Regions from separate parts of the Sus scrofa genome. Here region 2 is linked to region 1. A link is a contact called in public Hi-C data. All regions are on one chromosome and are shown on one strand. The core of a region is the stretch at or near the end of the contact, and the rest is flanking DNA. Distances in the headings are between cores, read along the strand shown.

Region 1 (7,065 bases), core at 252-2,751:
GGAAGAGTTGATGTCACAGTTTGACTCCAAAGGCAGACTGCTGGCAGAATCCCTTCTTCAGGGTTAGTGTTTTGTACTAAAGCCTTCAACTGGTTTGATGGGGCCCACCCACATGACATACGGCAGTCTGCTTGATGCAAAGTCTACTGATTTTAATTTTTTTGGCCGCACGCATGGCACGTAGAAGGTCCCAGGCCAGGGATCAAACCTGCGCCACAGCAGCAACCCAAGCCACTGCAGTGACAATACTGGATCCTCAACCTGCTGCACAAGAGAACTCCAAAGTCTATTGATTTAAATGCTCATCTCAGAGTTCCTGTCATGGCCCAGTGGGTTAAGAACCTGACTAGTATCCATGAGGATATGGGTTCCATCCTAGCCTCGCTCGTGGGTTAAATGATCTGGTGTTGCTGTGAGCTTCAGTGTAGGTCGCAGACATGGCTCAAACCTGGCATTGCTGTGACTTTGGTGTAAGCCTGCAGCTGCAGCTCTGATTTAACCCCTAAGCCTGGGAACTTCCATATGCCACAGGTACAGTCATAGAAAAAAAAAAAAAAAGAAAAGAAAAAAAAAAAAAAAAGCCTTCACAGAAACATTTAGAATCATATTTGACCAATTATCTGGGGCCTGGTACCAAATCTAGGCCTAGCCAAATTGACACATAAAATAGAACATTACAATGTGTATCAGTGTTAAAAAGAGCCTTGAGGGGAAATAAAATGGCAGAAGGGTAGAGTGATGTGGGTGGGAGTAGCTATTTTAGGTGGGGTCTTCTGGAAAGACCTCAGCAACAAAGGGGTTGTAAGCAGAGAGCTGAATGGAGGGAGAGGTAAGCACACAGAGGTGTGAGCAAGACCCTGAGGAGGCCATGCTTGGTGTGATCAAAACAAGGGATCATCATGGCTGAGACAGAGGAAGCCAGGCACGAATGGCAGGAAATGCCTTGGGGAGGCAGCTGGAGCCCAGGTAGAGGTTTAAGGGCCTCTGTTAGGACTTCACATTTCCTTCTGGACCCACAGAGGGGTTTTGAAGGGGTAAGGGCGGAAGCAGAGAAACCCACTGGGAGACTACTGAGGCAAAGTCTGTAATTCTCAACTGTCTCCCTTCGTGAGAGTTTACGCACCAATGCCTGCTCTGGGCTTTGGGCAGGAGAGAATCGGGTTAATTTAGGACACTGACAGAGGGAGTCAGGAATGCACATGTGGCTATTATATTTCAATTATTTAATCCCTTGCGCCTGCTACTTTGTTAAATATGGTTTCCCTGGGAAAGGGCACATCTTAAGATACCATCAAATAAAACACACCTCTCTGTGAACATTTTATAAGGAACCAGGTCGCAAGCCAGCTGAAGGGAAAAGAGAATTCCTGGAGGGAGGGTGGAGACCACCGTGGAGGGGTGGAAGAGGTAAACACACGCTTTGTAAAGCAGGTGGCTACTATTTGGGAGCCTGGTTCCCAGAGACGGGACAGAAACGAAGTCCACGCAGCCCGACCACTCAGCTGAGCTGGATTCGTGCCTGTTCCCACATGGTGCAATGCCCTCTCCAGTATCCCCAGGCGAGTCAGGGACTCCGGATTCTCATCCGTTTCTGGCCAGGTGACAGCTTATGTTTTGAATACTAACTTCTCCAGTTTGTTTTCTGTGGCTTTTTATCCCCTTCTGCCTCTAACATCACTGCCAGCCACACTGGGAGTGAACGCTGGATGGGGAAATGAGTAAGCCAGAAGGAAAGTTGTATCTATGGAGTCATGTTTTGTTTTATAAATAGTCCTTATGATATATGAGGATGGAACTAGTTCCAAAGTCAAGTTCTGTTGGTTTTGTCTTTTTTTAACTGTGACCCAGGGGGGTTCTTGCTCTCTGCTTTGCCTCTCCCTCCCACCCCCACAGAAACACAGTAAATGTGCTGGATCTGCCCGGAGTCAGCTCAGAGATGGCCATGGACCTCTTTAGCCCCAGAATTCTGGAGCTCATGCCCAGCATCTTGCTGGGCTGCCATCATGCCGTGTAATTGAAAGACCATGTCATGTGGAATACTCTTCCCCTGTGTCAATGGGGTCATTTATGTACAATTCAGAAATAGTCTCTGCCAAAACCAGCAGAACCATATATGTGCCTGGTGAGAGCCATGTGCGGGTAATTTGCCTTCAGGAAAGTCTGGAGAAGAGAAAGGTGCTACAAATTGAATTAGGCTCAGATTGTTCAGAAAGGAAATAACAGCTGGAAAACATTTCAAACAGATTCCTGCGAGGAGCCTTCCAAGGCCAGCCGCCAAGTACATTTTTCTTTCCGGGCTTATTTTATGGCGCTGTTGGCTGGTGCAGACCACACCACCAGCCAGATTGACACATCCTTATATATAAATACAGAGCAGAGGATGAGAGCCTTTGGCCTGATGGGATTTGATTGGGGGTGTTCCAAATAAATGCAAGTAGCCGCAGGTAATTGGCTTTCCCAGCTACAGGGACATCCTTCTACAAGGATCAAATCCGAGGTCAGAAGGGGGGCGCTTCCTCTGCGCGAGTCTCTGTGGAAGCATCAACCCTCGCTTTGTCGCACCTGGGTCTTCCTCTGCCTGAGATAAAAATTTCAAGCACAACGGCTGTACTTCCTCTGCTTGGTTCTCTGAGGACTGGCCTTGAGATTCACTCAGGGGCCTGTCTATGGTCAGATGGGACTAGAAGGCTACAGCTATGTTGCTCCCCCTCAGAGAGGTATGTGGGTGCTCCTCCCTCAGGCAGTTGAGTTTCTTGCCTGTTGCTTGATTCCCAAAGTCCCCAGTGAGGCCAAGGAATCCGGTTACTCTTGTGAGGGGTGTGATGCCCCCCAGGTTCCTCAGGGCGAAGGGGGTGGTGGTCAGGATCCTGGAGCCATGGAAGGGACCCCAGAGGTGTGAAGGACCACCCCTTGGAGGGCATGGGGATTCTGCAACCGACAACCCAAACTGGAAAGCCTCCCCACTGCCCCCTCGACACCCCCCCTCCCTGCCCCCGCGCGGCCGCCGCCCTGAACCTGAAATTCTCACCACTCACTTCCCTTCTTTGGGACCATTCACTCTGGTGACTGCTTTTAGGAGCTGTTTATCCATTAACCAGCAGGTACGTGGATAAGTCAGTCACCTTACTGTATATTAAGACCCAAAGAGAAAGCAGTTTTGAGGGAATTTGTGAAGTATAATGAGAGAAACACAGGACTAGTCTCAGAGCTAAACTAGCACGGCTCATTCCAGGGAAGGAGGGCGGATTGTAAGAAAAGCCGAGGCAGCAGCCTGGGAGCTTTATTCTCCCAAATGCACCTCTCTTCCAGTTCAATGAATGTTCCCTCCACTACCCATCACTGTGAAATGGGGGCGTTCTGAGTCACTTCTGTTATTAGTCAGGTGACTCCCATGTCATACGAGGGGAACACAAAGGAATGAGTTCAGCCTCACCTGCAACAATTTGGATCAGGGCTGCATCCAGGTCAGGATTATATGCCCGGGGCTTCTCCACCTTCTACCCCTTGCTGGCTTCAAAGACAAGGTCCATGTTTTCTCCCAAATGGAATCTAGAGGCTCTGTGGGGAGGTAGTTGGGCAAATCTGTCTCCTCCTCTTCATCATAAACTTTTTGAGGACAGGAATTGACCATCTTCATAGCTTCCAGGAACCTAGAACATTACCTGATGTATGCACGTTAAGAGTTCAAAAAAATATTAGCAGGAAGCAACCACAGTTAAGAGCGGACCCCAGTTACTTCCATTCATTCAACTATTCAACAAATTAACTGCCCCCTATGTGACATGCACTGTGGTGAGCACTGGGTTTATAATAAATATCAAGACCACCTCTGGTCCCTGTCTTTCTGGGATTGTACAGGCTAGTGAATGAAGTCCCAGGCCTGTATGGATACATACGGAAGGCCCAACACCTTTTCAATTTTTGTACAGGATTTTCCCAAGGATCTTTATTTTACAACTCCAAACTGGATTCCTCATTCTCAACACCACCTGCTCTGACTTTCACCCATTTTAAGGGAAAGCAACCACCTGGTCACACTGGCCAACAAGATAAGCCTGTTACATGCTTCTCCTGCTCTAAGTGTGTATTTACAGATGAGTTTAGCAAGCTGTGAAGCCTGCTCAGGACATGGAATTTTCTGAACCAAAACCATGTCTTGACCTTGCACCGAGGACAAAATGCACAAGGAACCCCCACATCCTAGAGATCATCTTAAAACAGGCAGCAGCCACCTGTGGAAATCAGCAAATTCTCAGACCCAATTAGGAGATCCTCCAAAACTCTGCCTCAGGTCTGGAATGGACAGCATCCAGCAACTCACCTTTACCCCCAGAACGGGTGAGCTGGATTCTGAAAAGGGGACCGACCAGAGCTCTCCTACTTTATCTAGCTGTGGCATTGAGAAGCTTTGAGTGGCTGCTTGCTCTCAAACTTGCTTTTCTTCCAAGAGGTTCTAATCTTGGAGGGGAGGTGGTTAAATGCGACAACTTATGTGTTTGCATATGTGCTCTTGGGGAATCTGCTTTCCCCAGTCGCAGCATTTGTAAGAAGGGACTCCAACACTTGTCGGCGCCTATGAGGGCATCTCAGAACACCTTACGCACACCTAGTAAGGGAAGGAAAATGAGAAAGGGAGACATTAGCCCCATGGCTCCCAGATGTAAGTAGGCATTAGAATCACCTGGGGAGCTTGTTAAACCAGACTGCTTGATTCCCACACCCAGAGCTTGTGACTGAGTAGGTCAAAGATTTGCATCTCTACAAGTTCTGAGTCACGCTTTCAGAACCCCTGCTGGAGACTACAAATAGAAGTAATATTTAGGTGGATCCTTTCCATTCTGGTCTTCTCTTTGACCAGAGGAAGTGTAACTAGACAGAAATAACTAACACGTGTCAAGATACTCTACGCAAAAGTAGAACCGAAGAGGAGGAGAGGGCTCAATGGGAAACGAATCCCTCCAAGTGCTTTCCACTTTTAAAAGCAGTGAGAGTGGGAGGAAAATGGTCCTTATGGTAGAGGACTATTGACTGAAACTGCCCAGCTTGTCCAGGCATGATAATAGCCACTTGCATGAGCTGACTTACGGCAGGAGGCCCTGATAAGGAACATGGTGCTGCCAATGTTGTCATATGCTGTCACTTACAGGTGGAATCTAAAAGAAGGACACAATGAACTTCTTTGCAGAACAGACTGAAAAACTTATGGTTTCCAAAAATGACAGGTTGGGGGTGGGGGGATGGGCAGGGGTTTGGGATGGAAATGCTATAAAATTTGGTTGTGATGATCATACAATGATAAAGGTACTAAAATTCATCAAGTTAAAAAAAAGGGGGGGGAACACTGTGCTGCCCTGAAGACTAACCAGGAGACGATTTGGGAGGAGGCAACAAGAGGAAGGAGACAACCAACCCCCCAGGATCCTTGGCACTGAAATCCATCTTGGCTGAGAGGTGCACAAGCCACCAGGAAGGACTATGAGGCAGACCAAATACAGGCTAAGCAAGATGATTGGTCAGAGACAACCTGGAACCTAACCCCACTCCCATAAAGCTGGAGACTGTGAGGTACGTGGCAGAGCAATTCTCCTGGGTTCCCTCGCCCTGCTACTCTCCACCTGGGTGCCCCTTCCCAATACAGTCTCTTGCCTTGTCAGCCGGTGTGTCTCCTCAGGCAATTCATTTACAAGTGTTAGACAACAGCCCATTCTTGGGCCCTGGAAGGGGTCCCCCTTCCTGCAACACTTTCATAGAAACTCTGCAGAGACAGGCCCCCAGGGACAAAGGCTGTTCTGGTGAAGGTGAGGCATTGAGGTTGGGAGGGAAGGAGGAGTTTGGGTACAGTTTGGCTATGCTATTGTGAAAGAGGTGGGTGGGAAAGAACAAATCTTTTTTTTTTTTTTTTTAATAGGGTTATTATGAAACTATGTTCTGGCAGGAGCAAACGCAGATCCTCCCTGGAATATACACTCCTTAGAAGATTAGCACAGGTATCAAGGCTTTATAAGCACCACACTACTTAAGTAGAGTTGATTGCTGTAGTCAGATCTGATGTGTGAGTACACAGTCTTCATTCTGAAGCCCTACAGTTTTCTGGTGGGATAAAGAGTTACTTGGAGGAGGACTTCAAATGCTTAAAAAAGAAATGTGTCAGAGCAAAGAAAACTAATTAGGAAAGTTCCAGATTTATACTAGCATCTCACCAGTTCAGGCAGGAGGGACAGCCCGCTAAATATTTTCTTTTTCTAAGCGGAATTCCTCCTGGGATTATGTTTTGTATAGTTTTCTTGCCTCTCCTATCTTGTGCTATTTTAGGATGAGGAGTATTGGGGAGATTTATTCAAAAATGTTGGTAACATTAAAATAATCATTTGAAATTATTTCCAAGGGGAAGTCATGTAGAACTTCTCTATTCATTGTACACCAAAAGGAGTTCCCATTTCCAGGAATATTTTTGAGTAGATAGTCTGACAAATGACTTCTTTCGTGAACCTTAACATGATGGATAAAATTGTTAGAACATTTTTTTAAATGCCTGGTTGACCTGGTGGGAAACAAAATTATTTGGAGGTCAAAAAAATGACAAACCCAGAGAGGCAAGTAGCAATTTGAGTTGGCATTTACTCCCCAGAGTGTCTGCAGTCCCTGGTCACCTGGAAAGTACCCTCCCCTTTTGGGGGGGATTTTACCCTATACTTTTTTTATTGCTTTAAAGTTTTATTGAAGTATAGGTGATTGACAGTGTTATGATCACTTCCGCTCTACAACAGATTCAGTTAGACATATACACACGCCTGTTCTCTTTCAGATTCTTTTCCTACATAGATTATCACAGAGTATTCAGTAGAACTCTGTGCAATACAGCAGGTCCCCATGGGCCCACTCATTCCATATTCCTCAGTGTGTGCATATGCAATCCCAAACCCCCAGTCCATCCCTCCCTGCTCCATCTGTCCATTTTACTGGCTCGTGCACATGTGTGCTGAAAACAAAGTCTGGAGCAAAACAGGGGAGTTATGGTTTTGTGCACCCCCCGCCCCAATTCATATGATGATGTCCTAACCTCAG
Region 2 (7,841 bases), core at 4,124-6,623, 500 kb after region 1:
AAACGTTGTTAGTAGAATTGGAACAGAATTGAGGAAAATGAATATCAGATTTGCTGAAACCAAAGAGCTGACAAAGAATGAAGATGTGGAAATCATGGCCCTCCCCTCAAACAGTTTATAATCCTGAGTTCTCTCATAGTACACACATACACACAAAATCGTACATCATACATCAATACATCAATACCCATTCATACACACATACACCAGATCGCAAGTAAAATAGTACATATAAAAAGAATGAACTGCCAAAATGTTGGGTATGGAGAATAAAAGTTAGGAGTGATCTGGAAAGAAAGATCAGTATTCCTGCAGGATCCAAAGGGATTACAGTAAAATCAGAGAAGGGATCTTCCTGTAAGATGCCCTCGAAAACCAATGTCTCAGTGTGTAGAGGGAATGTGGGAAAGAAAGATTATCATCTCTAGCACACATTCTTTGAAAACGTGATTTTTATTTTTCTTATTAATTTGTTGGCCACAACATGTAGCAGCTTTATGTGGGATCTCAGTTTGCAGACCAGGGATTGAACCCAGGCCGCAGTGGTGAAAGCACCAAATCTTAAACACTAGACCACCAGGGAACTCCCCACAACATGATTTTTAATGACCACAAAACATACCACCTCATGAGTAACCACAATTTATTTAACGCTCCCTGTAATTTTGTACATTATTTATGAAGTTGATAATTTTGGCTATTTTAACACTAGAATGAAGTTCTCTGTAAATAAATTTTTGCATGCGTCTGATTTTTTTCTGAAGACAGATTACTAGAAATGGAATAGCGGGCTAAAAGGCAGTCATTTAAAAATATTTTGGGGGGAGTTCCTGTTTGTGGCTCAACAGAAACAACTCTGACTAGTATCCATGAGGACTCAGGTTCAATCTCTGGCCTTGCTGAGTGGGTTAAGGATCCTTTGTTGCCTTGAGTTGTGGTGTAGGTTGCAGACATGGCTCAGATCTGGCATTGCTGTGGCTGTGGTGTAGGGCCAGCAGCTACAGCTCCGACTGGACTCCTAGCCTGGGATCCTCCAAATGCTGAGGGTGCAGCCCTAAAAAGACCAAAAAAAAAAAAAAAAAAAAAAAAAAGAATTCTTGGTACTCATTGCCAAACAGCCTGCTAAAAGAATTGCCAACTCAGTTTGTCCAGCTGTGTATAAGAAGCCACCTTTCAGGTTACAAAGGATAAAAAGGCATAAAATTCTGTATGACCTTTTCATAAATGAAATATGTAAAAATAGATAAAAAGATAACCCAAAATATTAGCAGTGTGTAACTCTGGGGGATGAGGGTTTATGGGTGATCTAATATTCTTCTTTATCCCTTTCTATGTTTTATAAATTTCCTAAGTGTATGTGTATTACTTTCAAAAAAATTGTTTTTAAGCAGAAAAAGGAATATGGCAGAAAGAACACTGTGTCAAGTCAAAAAAACTGTGTTCTGAGTCTCCTGCTGGCTCATCTCCAACATAGTCCCAGTGGTTCTCAGCCCAGAGAATCACTGAAGTCACCTAGGCACTTAAAGAACACCTTTCCGGAGTTCCTCCCAGCAAAGCTGCAGCCCTGCCAGCGGAGCCGGGGAGAATGAAGGGGGTGGTTGCTGTAGCAGAGGCACACTTTTTGTGTATATTGGCTTCACCCTGACGGCAGGTAGAAGGCAATTTGATTTACCTCCACCAGACAATGAGTCAGAAGCAAACAAAATCGAGTCTTTCACTGGGGCAGCCAGTTCCTCCTCCATCCAAGTGCCTGAGGGATCAGAAGAGTCCATCAGGGCAGCCTTTGGCCCTCCCATCCTGGGTCTGGGAGGCAGAACTGGTGGTCCCGCTCTGGGGGCTTTGTGGTGGCAGAGAGGGCAGTGGAGGTGGGGCAGAAGGGAGCCGGAGCACCAGGCTGTGTGTGGCCTCCTGCTTCCTCTGGGCCAATGGGGAGCTGCCATCTCATGCTGGCCAGGCTCCCGGCCTCCTCTGAAGCCTGGAGATTAGGGCAATTTAATCCTTTGCTCTTCTCCTCTGGCTGTTTCTGTGGGAAGGGGGCTGGGCTGGCTGCCGGTTCCCTCAGCAACAGGGCCTGGCTCGGCTCCTTTGTGCAGAGGCCCCAGCTGGGCCCGGTGCAGGGGAGGAGTGGCCTTTCTTTTTCAGAGGTGGTGGGAGCTGTAGGCACCCAAGGGCCCTTATTTCAAAGTCTGGGGGAGTCATTAGGCTCCTCAGACCCACCCTGGGTGGAGAAGCCCACCGAGGGGCCAGTGGGCAACACAAAGTTGGCTGCTTACGTGCTGAAAGTGGGGGTGCAGCCTGGACTTGCTGCAGCAGGGGAGGAGGTGTGAGAAAGAGGTCGAGGGAGGGCAGTCTTTCCCTTTGATAAAGAGGAGCCTCTCCCCGAAGGCCCTGCTTGGCGGCTGGTCCTGGCCCTCAGCCTTGGGAATTCACACTTGGCATTTTCTGGCCAGCCTGTCCAAACGACTAAGTATTCTCCTTAGCATTTCTATTTTCGGAGCTCCTTGATGGCTTCTCCCACTGAGGTCCCCTCTACTGCAGGGATTCTCAACTTCTGCTCCATCTTCTCCCTACATTTTGCTGTGGTCCTCCCTCCCCCGCCTCCTTCATCTCTCCTGCTCCATGTCCACCTCCTCATGTTCCTTCTTCCCACTTAGCTTTTATTTCCTACACACACACATTGCAAAAACAAAGGAAAACCTTCCATCCTCTTCCTAGTCTTAGTTTTCCGTCAGGATAATACAAGTCCTGATGGCCTTAAGGTAGATCAATAAAACCATCCAAGCCTAAACACGTCAGCAAACTCTATGAACTAGATGTGCCATACGCTTTAGAGAGGTTCTGTCACTAGTAATTTTTAGATGTCTTGGTACTTAAAGATGTGAGTTTTGGATCCAAAAACATAGCCACCCTAAAAGTGACCGCTCTTTCCAACGACATATAACGTGTAAGGTGCTAGTGTATTTTACAAACATGATTTAAGTCCCTTAGAAATAAAATAAATGTCTTGCTGTTTATTTATTTAATCTTTTTATGGCTGCATCTGCAGCACACGGAAGATCCCAGGCTAGGGGTTGAATCTGAGCTACAGCTGCCAGCCTATACCACAGCCACAGCAACGTGGGATCCCAGCTGCTTCTGCAACCTACGCCCAGCTCACAGCAACACCTGATCCTTAGCCCACTGGGCGAGGCCAGGGATCGAACCTACATCGTCAGGAATACTAGTCAGGTTTGTTACCTCTGAGTCACAACAGGAACTCCCGTCTTGCTGTTTTTAGTAATTCCTACAACACCATTGTTTCAATCTGGAAGATGTCATGATATTATGTGTCACATTGAAGAGACTCAGTCACCCATTCATGAGTGAGGTGACTTTTTATTGTTGGCACATCATCAACACAGAAGAACCCAGGGTCCAGTAGCACAGAGCACGTAAGCCTGCATCTAATCCCTAAGCGGATCTATGCCCTCCACCTCCAAATAAAAAGATCCCATTCATTTCTCACTGGAAGGAGTGGGACCCCAACTAGCATCTTTCTCGTGACTCTCACTCAGCACAGCTGTCCTCAGACTTGTCAATAGTCCACAAAGCGCTTAACTTCCTCTGGCTTCACTTTCGACTTTGCAGGTAGGGTTGTTGTGAGAGTTGAGATGATTCATGTGTGTTGAATGTGGAACATAGTGCTTGGTGCACAGTAAGCAACAGTAACACTGTCTTTGACCCTCTGGCCTTGAAGAAGGCACCTCTTATCTCCATGGCTCATCTTAAGCCAGGGCACAAAGACTATTAACCTTGATTCACAGACATAGAGGTGGAAGCTCAGAAAGGTTCGATAACATGCCCAGGGTGGCCCAGCCAGTTAGACAGTGCCATCTGGATTTGAACTCAAAGCGCTCGGCAACACACAAGCTCTCCAAAGCATCCGCTGTCTCTCCTGCCTCACAGTATTATAATTGTTTTGCCTCGCCTGAATCCCTGGAGATTTGTTCTGTAGAGACAAGTCCATTATGTGAGTGCATTTGAAATCTGCTGGAGGCAGTCCTTCAGTGCCCGGCTTTTAGTGCCTATTAGGCAGGTGGAGGAAGAAGATCAATGAACGGGGGTGTTTTTGCAGTTCACGTAGGGCTCCGGGAGCTGACTGTATACCCAGATTCTCCAGCAAGGCTGCAGTTTTAAGGCCTCTGAGGAGAACTGCTTTCAACAAAGACAAGGGAGATGGATGTTCCCGTGCTTGTGTGATTTTAGGGGAAAAGGAATATTCTCTCTGGTGTACCCTCTACCTCCAACTCTAGATCAGGATGGTCTGACGTGAAATGTGTCCGAAGAGCCAAGGTTAAAGAATTATTCTTCTGAGGTCCTTACTCTGCCTGGAGTCCTCTTTTCAAAAGAACAAGCCTACAGGAAGGAAATCACCCGAGTGACAGGGCCATCTTCCTGCTAAGGGCTGGGGAGGCCGAGTGGGGAGGGGATGGGGTGACCAAGGAGAGAGGCACTGGCCCCTCAGTGTCCTTCCCCAGGCCTCTTGGGGAATATCTCTGATATAGGTTTCATAATTTTGCTGGGTTTTCTTGCACTTCTTTGCTCCTTTTTGACCAAGAATGGGAAACCAAATGGAGGAGAGCGTGGGGCGTGGATGGTGGAGGATAAGGGAGGAGCTGGCTGCTGGGCTGGGTGGAGGAGGGTGGATGAGAGGGAACACGCGTGTTCACACATGTGCCTCACATACCCCCCCAACACCCCTCTCCCCCCTCACTGCCCCACCCCGCAGCAGTTTTAGAGAATAACAGTGCCACCTGGTGGCTATTTACATGCAAAGATGCCTCTAAACCCTAACTGAAGACTAACAGGAGTTGTGTTACTCTGTACGTGTTTACTCTGGCTTCCCGAGGTCGAAAGCCTCCCTCGTCCCTCCTGTCCTTTCCTTGGAAAAGGAGCCAAGCCCTAAATGTACTTCTGAAAAGTGCTGTGCCGCAGTCCCAGTGGTGCTCTGGGTGAGAGAGACAGTACTCTGAAAACAGCTCCTAAGCAGAACTCCATGTCCTTAGTGTCTTACAACCCTGGCCTTGTGCTTATTTGGGAAAGACGCTACAGGCTTGAGGAGCAGAGATTGTTGAAGAAAAGTCTTGATTTCAGGAAATGATTCCTGCCACTGTGCATTTTTTAAATCTATAATTTACCAGAAGAGCAGAGAACCCTATCAATACCATCAGTTTCTGCTTCTCTGACCCAAGCTTGGACTCTCCGGTATTGGCTCATCTCACTTTGCTATAATTAAAAGAAATGCCGTCCTTTTGCCTCGCCGAGTTCCCAGGCACTGTGCTCGGGGCTAGTGACGTCAGGGTGGGTGCAGACAGACATATGAGGCTTTGTTTTCCTCCCCGGAACTCAGGCCGCTGAGGTCACAGGTGATCTTTATCTCCCTGAATCAATGAGATCGTATATACAGTGAACTTAACTCACTGCCTGGTACCTCAGTAAGTGTCCTGTGACGGCGGCTCTGAATGTACCTAGCAGGCACAGAACTACATGTATGTATAGAACTAATAGCTATTCCTAGGGAGCAACGTGAATTTTTAAAATGCTTTGGGATTTTATAAGGACTCATTACATGGCATCAGAATTTCCAGCTGTAAGATTTTTTATTTGTGTAGGAGTTTAAAGAGTTCTTTCCAAATGCTTACTCGTGAATCTTTGCAAAATCCCCTGGAAGTGACTGGCCAGAAAAGGGAACAGGGGTGGACCATTAATCTGAGTAATAGGGCAGTAGAGTCACAACAAGGAACGAGCAGTTCTTCAATAACCACTCCCCTGCCCCCCGCCCCAGTCTGCAGTAGTAAAACTCCCCTGTAAACAACCTGGGTTTGCAGTCTACGTTCTAGGTAAGGGAGACTCCTTATTTGTCCCAAGGTGGGGACAGAGTAAAGCTCTGAAAAAATAATTCTGGATGAGCCTGTGAGCAGGATAACAGGGAGGAGAGTGGAGGGCTTACATGGTCCTTTCTCTACCCATCCCCCCACCCCCACCCCCCAGCAACTAGTACTGGTGAAATTGTGTGAAAATGAGTATCAGGAGAGTCTTTGGGAGTGGACGAAGATAGGCGAGCTGAAAGGGTCATCAGATGGGCTTGCAGGAGGCTTTGGGGGAGAATCCGTTTCCTTGGCTTATTCAGCTTTTTAGGCCGCCTGGGTTCCTTGGATTGTCACTCCTTCCTCCATCTTCAAAGAGCACCCCTCCAGTCCCTGCTTCTGTTTTCACCTGGCCTTTTCCTTTCACCTCTAGCTCTCTCTACATTCTTTGTGATGACGTTGGCTTGCCCAGGTAATGTGGCATCATCTCTCCATCTCAAGATTGTTCATCACATTTGCAAAACGCCCCGTGCCGTGCGCCGTGGCATTCCCTGTTCCAGGGGATTAGGATGTGGACATCTTTGGGGGCCCTTATTCTTCCTCCTTCACTGGGATATCAGGGCAGGTATTTTGAAGACTGAATTATGTTTTGAAGAGGAACTTCCGTAACACAGAGATCTTTCCATAACATCAACTTCTCTACAGGGCTGTGGACTGTAACCCACAAATTGCCCATTGGGGTTCTGAAATATGCATGTGTTTTCCACCCTGGGGGCAAGGGAACCTTCCTGAGCCAGGGGTGGTGTGGCCCTGGAGCTGTACAAATTCCTTCCTCCAGAAAGCAGAGAAAGCCCTTTCAAATCCAGCTACCAGCCAGGCAGGCCCCAGGTTGAGGGGGAGATGCCCTTAGCCACAGCAGTCGTGGAGAATAGAAAAGAGATTTTATAACCAAGGTGCACTGAGTTCTTTTTGGCTGTCTCTGGCGAGACTTTCTGGCTTTGAGTTAGTGAAAGGCAGCCAGGTTTCACATGTGAGTATTTTCTTCTGCTTCGTAAGGAAACCAGTTCCAAGGTAAGAATTCTCAGTGGAAAAGGCTGGTTTCAGAATGCTTTCAAGTTTGCCAAATCCCACAATCAGCACCACTCGAGAGGAGTGCAGTGGAGCCTCCTGCAGAGAGTAAGGCTACGAGGTAACATTAGCCATTATCATCATTAGGTGTTCAGGTTCTGTCCTGCTCAGCTCTGTAGCTCAGAAGAGGCCAAATACCTGAATGCATTTCATTGCTTAAAATGTTTTGAGCCACAGTTACTCATCACTTCTCACTTATATTCCATTTACATGCTGTACAGCTTCTTTTCATTCTTTTTTTTCTTTTTTGGCCACTCTTCAGCATATGGAGCTCTTGGGGCCAAGGATCAGATCGGAGCCATAGCTGTGACCTACACCGCAGCTGTGACAATGCCAGATCCTATAGCCCACCTTGCCGGGCTGGGGATCTAGTGCTGTGTTCTGATGCTGCCCATTCCATTGCACCACAGCGAGAACTCCCAGATTATTTTCAAAGTGATATTTGAGAGGATTCTGAATAACATGTGGTCCTGTTTCTGCATGTGGGCAGGGATCCCTTTGGGGGTTCTCACTCCCACTTCCAGATGCACTGCAGGCTGTTGGCCAGTGTCTGGGGAAGGCCTGGGGACAGGTCTGGCTGAGATGTACAGGATACCCCCCACCAGCCCTCCGGGCAGGGGTCTGGAAAGTTTGTGGGTGCACAGTAGGCTGAGAGATCTCTTAGGTCCACCTTGGAATTTCTTCTGTATGTTTCTCAGCAAAATCATTTTCCAGGCCTCTGCCTTTTCTTTGAGGTTTACTGTATCCATTTAGCTTTTGTTTATAAAAAGTCACAATAAAAACCTAAATCAGCTATACTTCAATAAAACTTAAAAAAAACAGAAAAACATCTGGAAGTAGGAACCGTATGAATGCCCTTGACAGTGC

What was found. A called contact is a pair of places that touch in the nucleus more often than the background predicts.
Region 2: a Hi-C map of omental adipose tissue shows a contact between it and region 1, with 1.9 times the contacts expected there. The contact joins two enhancer-like sites. A contact is called at or near these places in 4 of 47 Hi-C or Micro-C datasets (embryonic fibroblasts, omental adipose tissue and subcutaneous adipose tissue).

The regions. Positions count from the first base shown.
Region 1 is chr1:161,559,175-161,566,239 of Sscrofa11.1, forward strand. All of the region lies in intron 2 of LOC106509065 (a long non-coding RNA gene), which reads right to left. Among named protein-coding and RNA genes, the nearest start is that of LMAN1, 44 kb to the right of the region's middle. Within about 2 kb of position 1,502, at least 8 of the 83 cell types and tissues checked have an H3K27ac peak or open chromatin away from gene starts, as enhancers often do. A contact at or near this core is called in omental adipose tissue, where this site is marked.
Region 2 is chr1:162,055,383-162,063,223 of Sscrofa11.1, forward strand. No RefSeq gene overlaps it. Among named protein-coding and RNA genes, the nearest start is that of ZNF532, 73 kb to the left of the region's middle. Within about 2 kb of position 5,374, at least 34 of the 83 cell types and tissues checked have an H3K27ac peak or open chromatin away from gene starts, as enhancers often do. A contact at or near this core is called in omental adipose tissue, where this site is marked.